Regions from separate parts of the Oryzias latipes genome. Here region 2 is linked to region 1. A link is a contact called in public Hi-C data. All regions are on one chromosome and are shown on one strand. Each heading gives the region's core, a stretch centred on a gene start, on an enhancer-like site or on the middle of the called end of the contact. The rest is flanking DNA. Distances are from core to core; before and after follow the strand shown.

The links. A called contact is a pair of places that touch in the nucleus more often than the background predicts.
Region 2: a contact with region 1 is called in a Hi-C map of embryo, with 2.9 times the contacts expected there. The contact joins the promoter of drd3 here to the enhancer-like site in region 1. A contact is called at or near these places in 5 of 5 Hi-C or Micro-C datasets (embryo, fibroblasts and gastrula embryo).

Annotation. Positions count from the first base shown.
Region 1 is chr20:17,748,859-17,753,545 of ASM223467v1, forward strand. It overlaps qtrt2 (queuine tRNA-ribosyltransferase accessory subunit 2), which reads left to right. Exons shown (of 9, transcript XM_020712385.2): 8 at 2,186-2,303; 9 at 2,441-2,903. The coding sequence ends at 2,678. Among protein-coding and RNA genes, the nearest start is that of LOC110017284, 5.8 kb to the right of the region's middle. Within about 2 kb of position 2,508, at least 1 of the 8 cell types and tissues checked has an H3K27ac peak or open chromatin away from gene starts, as enhancers often do. A contact at or near this core is called in embryo, where this site is marked.
Region 2 is chr20:17,818,012-17,822,698 of ASM223467v1, forward strand. It overlaps drd3 (D(3) dopamine receptor), which reads right to left and starts at 2,885. Exons shown (of 8, transcript XM_011488947.3): 1 at 2,371-2,885; 2 at 496-828. The coding sequence starts at 786.

The DNA.
Region 1 (4,687 bases), core at 1,258-3,757:
TGTCTTCCATTTAGAGTTTTTACCATTTATCAGACAAATTTGAATTAGGTAAAGACATTATTATTTTGGCATCTTTTCACTGCTTGCCTGCCATCAGCTGTTTGTGATGGGCGTGGCGTGCCCTATCCAAATAACCACGCCCCTTTCATTCAATAAGGAAAATATGAAATAGGAGCCTTCCCACTGGATCAATACTGTATGGAGGATTTTGTTTCTGCTGGCAACAAGCAGACGGACGTGGAAAGATTGCTTCAGAAGTAGAAAATTACTAACAAGAAAAAAAAAACATATTGGGAGATTGCTGAAGTTGGATAAAAAAAAATGTTTGCCTCATTAACAACTGGAAGGATTGAGGATTACCATTATTTAATAAGAAACATACTTAAATTATTGTGATTGGTAATCATTAAAACATTTCCACACACTCAACTCAATAAAGAAACCAAGAGTTTTGGGATGAAATGGCAATTCAAGTTAAAGAAATCCACTTTTATCTGGGTAATTGTGGGAAATAGGGTTTGCATTTGTTAAAGAACATAAAGCTTGAAAGAAGAGACCAAATTTCCCCTGATGAAGAGTAGTGGGCTGATCTGAATAAAAGAGACACACGGAATGATGGATTCATTCTGTTATGTACAAACTATAATTGGAAGGCCACAACCTCTCTGCTCTGCTCCATTCCAATCCCTCGTCTGCTAGCGGGAGAAACTGTAAACAAAGGGTTGATGGGATATCAGGCTTACTCTGCGACAACTGCCCCGCCCACAAATATGAGGTGAATTTCTGATAAACTCCTGCCGCTCTGCAGAAACTATGTTTTATAACGACAGTTTTTTTTTATTTTGACTAAAAACAACATAATCATAATTAAAAGACCACTAAGAATGCTTTACATAAGATCAAAAGATGATCAAAGTGGGACATTTATGCTGTAAATGCTTTTATTGTCGCCTCCCTTCCGATCGATGAATCAAACGGCCCACACGGATGTGTCGGTCAAATTCAAGAGTTTGATTCATTTTAGCTGTGAGAGGCCTCGCTTTAACAGACTGTCAGATTTGAAATGCATGAAAATGTTTTTGTCACACTGGCTGTGATTTGTAACGTTTGTGATATTTTTGCAGCTTGCCTTATGTTAAGTTGAAAATCAATCTCTGTTAAATTGCAATATTTGTGGCTAATCTCAGAGAAACGCTCACGTTAGGTTGATGGATTGGTTCTATGTCATGTTGACTGAGAGTGTGGCTCTGCTGTGAGGACGGCGGGGTAGATGTGAATTTCTTCTTCCTGTGGTTTTCCAAAGGTTTTGACAGGAAAAAGCGTTTGGAGCTGTGCACCCGGAGCCTTCCTTGCTTTTTACCCTTAAAGGAGGAGATCTGGATATGCCCATAAAATTGAATTGGCTCTCACCTTTGGCCCCAAGTTTAATGAATATCTGCTTTTGGGTGTAATTCTGAAAGGAGCAAAGCTGAAAACAGTCTCTCTGCGGTTTAACAGACGTACAATGACGCTCCTTTTCTGTCTATTTCAGAGCATTTCCTTTCCTCCTGGCTTTAATAAATGTTGTTGATGCCCCTTGCTTTTTTTAAATGCTGAATCTTATCTTTTGCACCTTGTTTGGCCTTTTCCATGGTCAGACGTCATTTTTTCCTATTCTTGTGCTTATCTCCTCTCAGCTCCATGCTGCATAAAGACCCCATGAAAATTTTTCCTTTGCAGGTTCTTTTTTGGTGTGTTGCTTGCTGCTTGACCTTGTTCAGCTTCCATTAAACCCATTCGCTCCTCTGTTGCCCTTTAATCTCAGCCTATGAATGTATGCATCACTATGGACCACTTTGGTTGTTTTTTTCCTCCTCCTCTTCATCCTCTTCCCCCTCCTCACATCCCCTTGTGTCTGCCGCTGGCCAAAGAGAAGATCTTCAAGTGAAAAATATTCCTGACTTTGAGGACGAGTTGTCTTCTGCGTAGAACTTTGAATGAAAACAATTATTGGGGTGTAAAGTATCACGCATGAAATGGGTTTTAACATCCACAGCATAGACAGGAAGCATCCGTTTAGAGAACGACTGTCATGAGATGCTTAATTTTTTTCTGCTTGGTGTCTAAATGGTGATTTAATTTTCAAGAAAGAGTGAAATTGCAGCGTTTGGGTTGGAATTAATGAGGCGTGTTTGTGTCTTGACAGTGTTGGAGCTGAATGAAGAAAAGCACTCAGCGGGGGACAACATGCAACCAAAAGGCGATCTCAACTGCGAGGATCAAACACAGATGACGAGCTTTGAAATGAATCTGAAAGACAAAAGGTTTGCAGAAGCCTCGCTCAAATCCCCCTGGGCTTTCAGAAGTGCTCGCCGCTTGCAAAACCTCCACTTTCATGTGTTTGATTAACATTTACAGCGACTGTTTGTGAAGCTTAAACTTTAACTGAACCACTTTCCAGGTATCAGGATGATTTCAAATCCCTGGTGGAGGGGTGTGGCTGCTACTGCTGCAAGAACCACCAGAGGGCGTATCTGCACCACCTGCTAGTGACCAATGAGCTGCTGGCTGGAGTGCTACTGATGATCCACAACATGACCCACTATCAGAATTTCTTCGGTGCCGTGAGAGAAGCTTTGGCCACCGATAAAATGGATCTCCTAAAGAAAAGAGTGCATGGAGAAACCAGGAACACGTGAAGGCGACTCTGCTCTTTGAGTGACATGTCTGCAGGAAACTCTATATTTTAATGTCTGTAAAAAAATGGAAGTAAAAATTGGTTTAATGTGAGGAAGAGGATTCAGGAGAAATCTGATCATGTAGGAACTGAAACTAAATGGATTCATTGATGGACGATAAATTTTTTGTAAACTCTGGCGAAAAATCAGTTACGACAAATAAAAAAAACATGGAATCAATGCTAATATCCTTCTCGTTTTCCTTCTTTTTAACTCTGCATTTTGATTCTGTGTATCTCATGTTTGTTGATCCAGTAAAGCGTTCCTTCTAATGCCGACTCTCTCTAACCAGCATGCATGATTTGTGTGCTTTGCCTTGAGGAAATGCTTTAACTTCTACCTGGTTAACAGGACCTGAGAGCTGACAGCTCCGCCCTTCCTGCTGCTGAGAAAGGATGGAGATCAGATACAGATAGAGTTCTCTGCTGACTCTCTTGAGGTGGTGAGGCGAGGCTGGTTTTGAAGGTGAGATGATATAATTGACTGCCAACCCTGTGCATGACTGTTGGGGAAAGGGGGCACACTGAGGGGGAGGCAAGGGTGACAGATTTGTGGAACAGCAATGGAATTTCTCCCCCACCTCCCTCCACCCAGGGTTATCTTAACTGCAGTGAGCATTATGAAGAAGTAGGTTGGAGGATTTGCTGTCATCAGTGGGTGTGCGCTGTGCATAAATGTTTCAAGAAATAAAAGTTAAATAAATCGGCAGTAGATGGAAACTGACACAGAGATGGTTATAAAGGCAATCTCCCAGATCAGTAGGTAAAAATAGAAAGCAGTGATTGGCTGTTGCCCTCTTTTTTCCTGCGTGACTGCAGCATGTCTTTTTTTTTTCCTCTGAAGCAGCTGTTTCCAGCAGCAAACACAACAGCTGCTTCTTTTGTTAGTTTGTGAGAAATTTGAATGAAAGTCTGCTCAGCTGATCTGCAATCAGTAAACAAGCCATTAAAAAGGCAAAGCATTGAAATTAATCAGACTAAAATGAGTCTGAATTCATTTGCACTTGTTTATCAGGCTTGACTCTGAAATAAAAGTAGCAATTATCTGACAAAAAGTATACTTAAGTGTAGCTGCAAGTTTTGAATGGTGTCCTTGAGGAGGTGTTTGAAATAATAACTATTCATAAAATATAATACAGGAGTTTTGTCAAAGTCATAGTTTTTTTTTGCCTAACCTGACACGACCTCCAAACATCAAAATGTTCTTTTGAACATCTTAAAAAGAGAAAAACTGGAAGAAAGTGAGCATCATGCCGAAGCGAAGGCGCCCCAAGAGGTTTGAGCTTTCAGACAGTTTAAACCGAGAAACTGTTGCAGGTCTGCAAAAAAGTGCCAGTAGGATTTATAGAAAAGCAAATCAAAACCAGGTTAGACAAAAAAAAAAGACTTTCAGGGAGATTTAGAGACGAAAACTTTCTGCTCTGCCATTCCTGCTTATATTTGACCTTAACTTCAGAAACGTTACCGCTATTTCTGCATTGTCAACAAAATTCCTTCATTCTGTTCCCCTCTATACAGTTAATATGCATCATAAAACTTTTGACTGTAGCATTGACATGCATTTAAGATTCCCTTCAGAGGAGAGAGGGTCTGAACACCAAGGCTCCTCCTGATTAATGTTGATAAAATGCTGTTTATTTTTCTTTAACAAATATTTCTTCAAGAAAAAAGTATAAAATATTTGCAAAATATCAGGGACCTTGTTTTTCCCCCACATTAGATTAAAATGAAAAACAGTCAAAAGCTTCTTTAGGGGACTCTGCTCTTTCTTTGTAGCAAACCTTGAATCCTCATCTCTTCGGAGCAAAGCTGTCTAAACCTGGTCTCCCCCGGTACAGTTGTGGCTTTAAATTACTTTAAAAGCCAGTCAGACAATAAACTGGTGAATCTTCAAAATTGGATTTTGTAAGAGCTAAATTTATACCGGTGTTGATAGGGTTGTCACTTTTCATCCAGGACGTGTTGTAGTAT
Region 2 (4,687 bases), core at 1,635-4,134, 70 kb after region 1:
TGCAGTAATGTTTTAGCTTTATGCTCTAAATCACGGGTCAAACTCAGGCCCGAGGGCCAAAATTTGGCCTGCAGTGTACTTATAATTGGCCTGCGAGATCATATCAAATGTGCATTAGAGCTGGCCCACGGTATATACTGTACCACAAACACTACAAATCCCACAATGCTTTGCTAGTATGTCGGCACGCAGTCAAAACCGGCAAGCGTTCCTTTTTTCTGTTGATAGTCATTGAAAGCCATGCTGCCGTTACATCTGACAAATTAATTTCACCCTCCACAAAAATGGCCAAACGAAAGATGGACAACAGGAGCTTTCAAGTCAGGTGGGAGGCAGATTAGCTGTTTACGAACACAAAGGACAGACCTGTTTGTCTTGTGTGCGGAGCTGTAACGAAAGAATATTGAGTTTGGCCCGTGACTTTACTTCACTGCTTAATTTTGACCCACTGTGAACTGGAGTTTGACACCCCTGCTTTAAATCAAAGACACTCACCTCCAGGTAAACAGCCCAGGGCATGACGAGGGAGGCCACCAGTAGATCAGCCACTGCCAAGCTCACCACCAGGTAGTTAGTGGTTGTCTGGAGTGATCGCTCCCTCAGAACAGCCAGACAAACCAAAACATTCCCAAAAACGATTGCCAGGATGAGCAGGGAATACAGCATGGCGTAGTAGTTGCGCTCTCCCTCATCTTTCCCCGTTTTGTTTGAGCTGTCATTCCTCTCATCCCATCCCAGGTGCTCCGACTCATTCCAAAGCTGCTCCGTGCTGCTAAACATCGCCATGGAGATGTCCCGGTGGCATGGGAAGTATGATGTTTGGCAAACCTACCCGAAGAAAGAAGCATTGTTTAGTTTTTTTTCTTTTCTTTCAATGATCACAATCCATTGTTCTTTAAAAAAAAACAGAGAGGAAAAGAAAGATCAAATTTGTCAAAAAGGTGCAGAATAATCCGGTGTTAGAAGCATTATGTCATCAGGAAAGCCTGCAGGGACACTGCCTCTTAGCAACAGTAGTTGGCTTAACTTGTAGATTTAAAAATAAAAGTTGAATTACATCCCAGCAATTATTCTTTTACTCTAATGCTGATCTGTAGTTTAGTTTTGGAGCATCAAGAATGTCCTTCTAAAAATCCAAAACAGACAATATTTTATGTGTTAAACTTTTAAAAGCAGAAACTACAAAGCTAGATGTTAGAATAATTAGGAGTTGGCAGTATATTTGGGGCACAGTCAGTAAAGTTAGCTCATTGTAAAAAAAAGAGGGTAACAAGCCCTGCAGTCTCTATGAATTGCTCCATTGGTCTTAGCCTCATGCCCTGCCCCTTCCATCTTTCCTTTCATTTATCTGCAAACCTCCCCATTTGGTCTTGGTCCAAATGTCTGCAGTGTTTCTGCTCACACCTTACAGGAAAAACCAACTTATCCATCTCATTCAACCTTTTTTTGCTTTCAGAGGCAGAATTGCCCAGAGATCACACAGAGATAACAAAAAGGTGTCTTTAAACCTGGCTCACACCCAGGATTTTAAAGATTTCCAAAGTCTACATTTCCACTCTGTTCCTGAATGGCTCCAATATCACATTACTGTCCACCAGATAAGCTGAGGGATGCAGAGAAAAAACCTCAGCAGTGACACTGCTCACTTTCAGGCTTCTCATCAAAGCAGAGAGATTTTAGGCGTGAAAGATGGATAACCACAAATATTTCGGGAGAAGCACGTCTATGCACACTCAAACACGCACACACAAAGGCGTGATTTATTCATCTGAAGGCACAATAAAGTACAAGGTTACATCCTGCTTCAGTGAAAGGTTTGTTTATACTTATAAACAAGTTCCAATTAATGCTGATTGTCCACTTCAGTGTTTTGATCAGACCAGCCCTGGCTCTGGTTAGTAAGGCTCTCCCATTGTGTTGCAGTGACCTCCTGTCAGTGAGCATTTAGTTTTTCAAAGTAGGAAATCTGGTTTGAAAGGTGAGATATGAAGACCAAATACAACATGACCAATTAATGAGACATCTCGACCAAACCCCCTTTAATTTTTTTCTTTCTCCTGCTCATGTAAAATGTATTACAGCGATCAATCAATCTTAATTTGCCAGAACAAACCCTTAATTGAGCTAATCAATTGCATTTTCTGACTCCAGAACTCACAGTGAAGCTCAAGATGCTGTTTTTTTTAATATGACCAGTGATAAAGCACAATAGTATCACCTTAAAAACTATACATTTATTTCTTTATGACATTATGATGAAATAATCACCCTTTAGAAAAACAAGGCAGCAGAAGAGGGGAAGACGCATAAATATTACACCTGCCTAATGCTTCTGTTTGCGTCTTCATCTTAGAGAACAAACTTAATTACCTGCTACCGATTTCCAGAAGAGGATTTATTGAGGAAAAGCCGAATCCACGCGGAGTTTAAAGTTCTTCCATCACTGCTCCATCCAACGCCAACGAGAGGAGCGCGCGGTGCCATTGCGCACGGGCGAATGCGAAAGTGGGAAGATCGCTGACGAGCAACCAAGCTTTTCTCTCACTTCATCTCTTCAAAAGGTCGCCGTCTCTCTCTCAGGCGAGCGCTTCAACACGCGTTCAGATCTTTGATGTCAGCAGCAGGAGCGCGGCGGCGCACGCAAAGCGGCGGCACCGGCAGGCAAGCAGGTGTCTCCATATGCGCGTGTTGGTAGAAATGAAAGGAAGATCACGTTTAGGATCAGAGAAAACCTGTTCAGGTTTCCATTCAAGTTAAAGACCCAACTTTTATCTTGAAGTGGAAATCCCACAACTTGTCTGCAGTCGTGACCCTGTGTCTGTCTGGGTCGCGCTTTGCTGAAAGCGGCGTTCAAACAAAAATAGCCTGAAGTGGCCTCATTAAAAAAAAAAAAACAGATCAGACACAGAGTGTAAATTAGGTCAGTCTGGAAGGAAAATATGTATGAAGTGTAACATCTTTGTGTCTCTGTGGTCCCAAGATACACCCAGAAAGAATTTCTAAATATGTGGTGCTTTTGTCTTACATGCCATTTTTCCAGCCTTGCTTGCCTTTTATAAGAAAAGGCTGTCAGCCATGCAGGGGCCCCTCAGTACACACCATGCTGAGAGGAGGATAGAAGGTGATTTCTTTGTTGAAGGAGTCAAAAAACAAAAATGTTTATTTTGGTAAAACTGACATGCACATTTTTAATCACTGTGTAGATTCTGCTCTTTGTCAAGTCAGTTCTGATTTTAATGAAAACCCGCTTGGTTCACATTTCCACATATAGAGCTATATTTAACAGTGGATGCATTGTCAGGCTTCAGTTAAGTGCCTTTTAGAAGACGGAGAGCAGCAGGGAGTTGATGAAGCGCTCTATGTAACCGCAGTAGCTGACAAACAACCACGGAAAGATCATTTTTCAATCCAAACCACCCACCAGTCGGTGATTTTAGGAGGGCAAAAGTGTCTAAATGTCCTTGGTACTCATCGGATATTTAACCTGTCTTTCTCCTCTTTAGTTGTCAACTCTCTTCAACTTTGGAATGAATCCAAATGGTTGGAAAGAACTTGAATCATCAGATGAGAGGTGGTGCTTGACATTCTCAAGACATGTGAAAGTTTGACTCCCATGCAGTGTTGCAAATGAATCCCCCCCCCCATCAAAACTGTTCTTCAGTTTTTGACCCCTTCTGATGTGTTCCTATTTCTGGACAATCACAGAACAATGAAGAAATCCACCAGAAGCGTGCGATCTATCCCGGACTGGCAATTGCTGCACTGAATTGGTAATTTATAACTCAGAGTGGAACATGAGGCACAATCCAGGTGCCATTGGTCATAGCCTCCACCGCCGCCTACTATTGCTTTCACACTGAGACACAATAAAGGAGACAAGCACACACAGAGAGAGGAAGGGAGCAGAAAGGAGGATCTGCTTTTTCTCTGAATGAAGGAGCCGGCCTTCATCAGATGGCAGCTGCTCACAGAGCCGTCACCATCTGACTCCATATATGTCTGGACTACAACCAGTGTCAAGGTCAGGCCCTGAAAGCATTGCTGCAATAATAATAAAAAATAATGATGGCAGAAAAGGTTTGAGTGATAAAACAAATGACAGTAAAGAGAATGTATATCCATTCTGCCTGTAGTTTGCTGAACGTTTGCTGCCATCTGTTGATCAGTAAGTGGAACTGCTCTTTCCAAAGCTGAGATGGCATTGAGACTAGAAAAAAAACACACTAACTTTAATTTAATTGTTCAGCTCTAAAGGTAGAATACTTATTATACTGTGGCTGATTTTTAAATCAGTTATTTTATTACTGGAACAATGAAAGCAAATGTATACAAATTCTTCAAACAAATCATCCAGGTCCAAAATGTAATATTTGAATAGTTTTATGATAATATAGCCAAAGGTTTGACCTGACCAATAAAATAGAAATCTTAAGAAAAATTCTAAGAGAAGTTCTGAAATTAATCTTTTTATCAGCAGGTTTTTTTTTCGATTTGGAAAAATATTTTGACAATTCAAATTGAACTGCAGTTCCAAATAAAAAATTGTTTAACATTTTAAGGCGGTAAATGAAAAAGATTTAAGACAGATATTGTCATAACTTTAGCGACTTTTCCTCTACATTTTTATGAACTAATCTGCAAAGAATTTAACACTAAATTAAATTCCATTGATTTCAGCACAAACTCC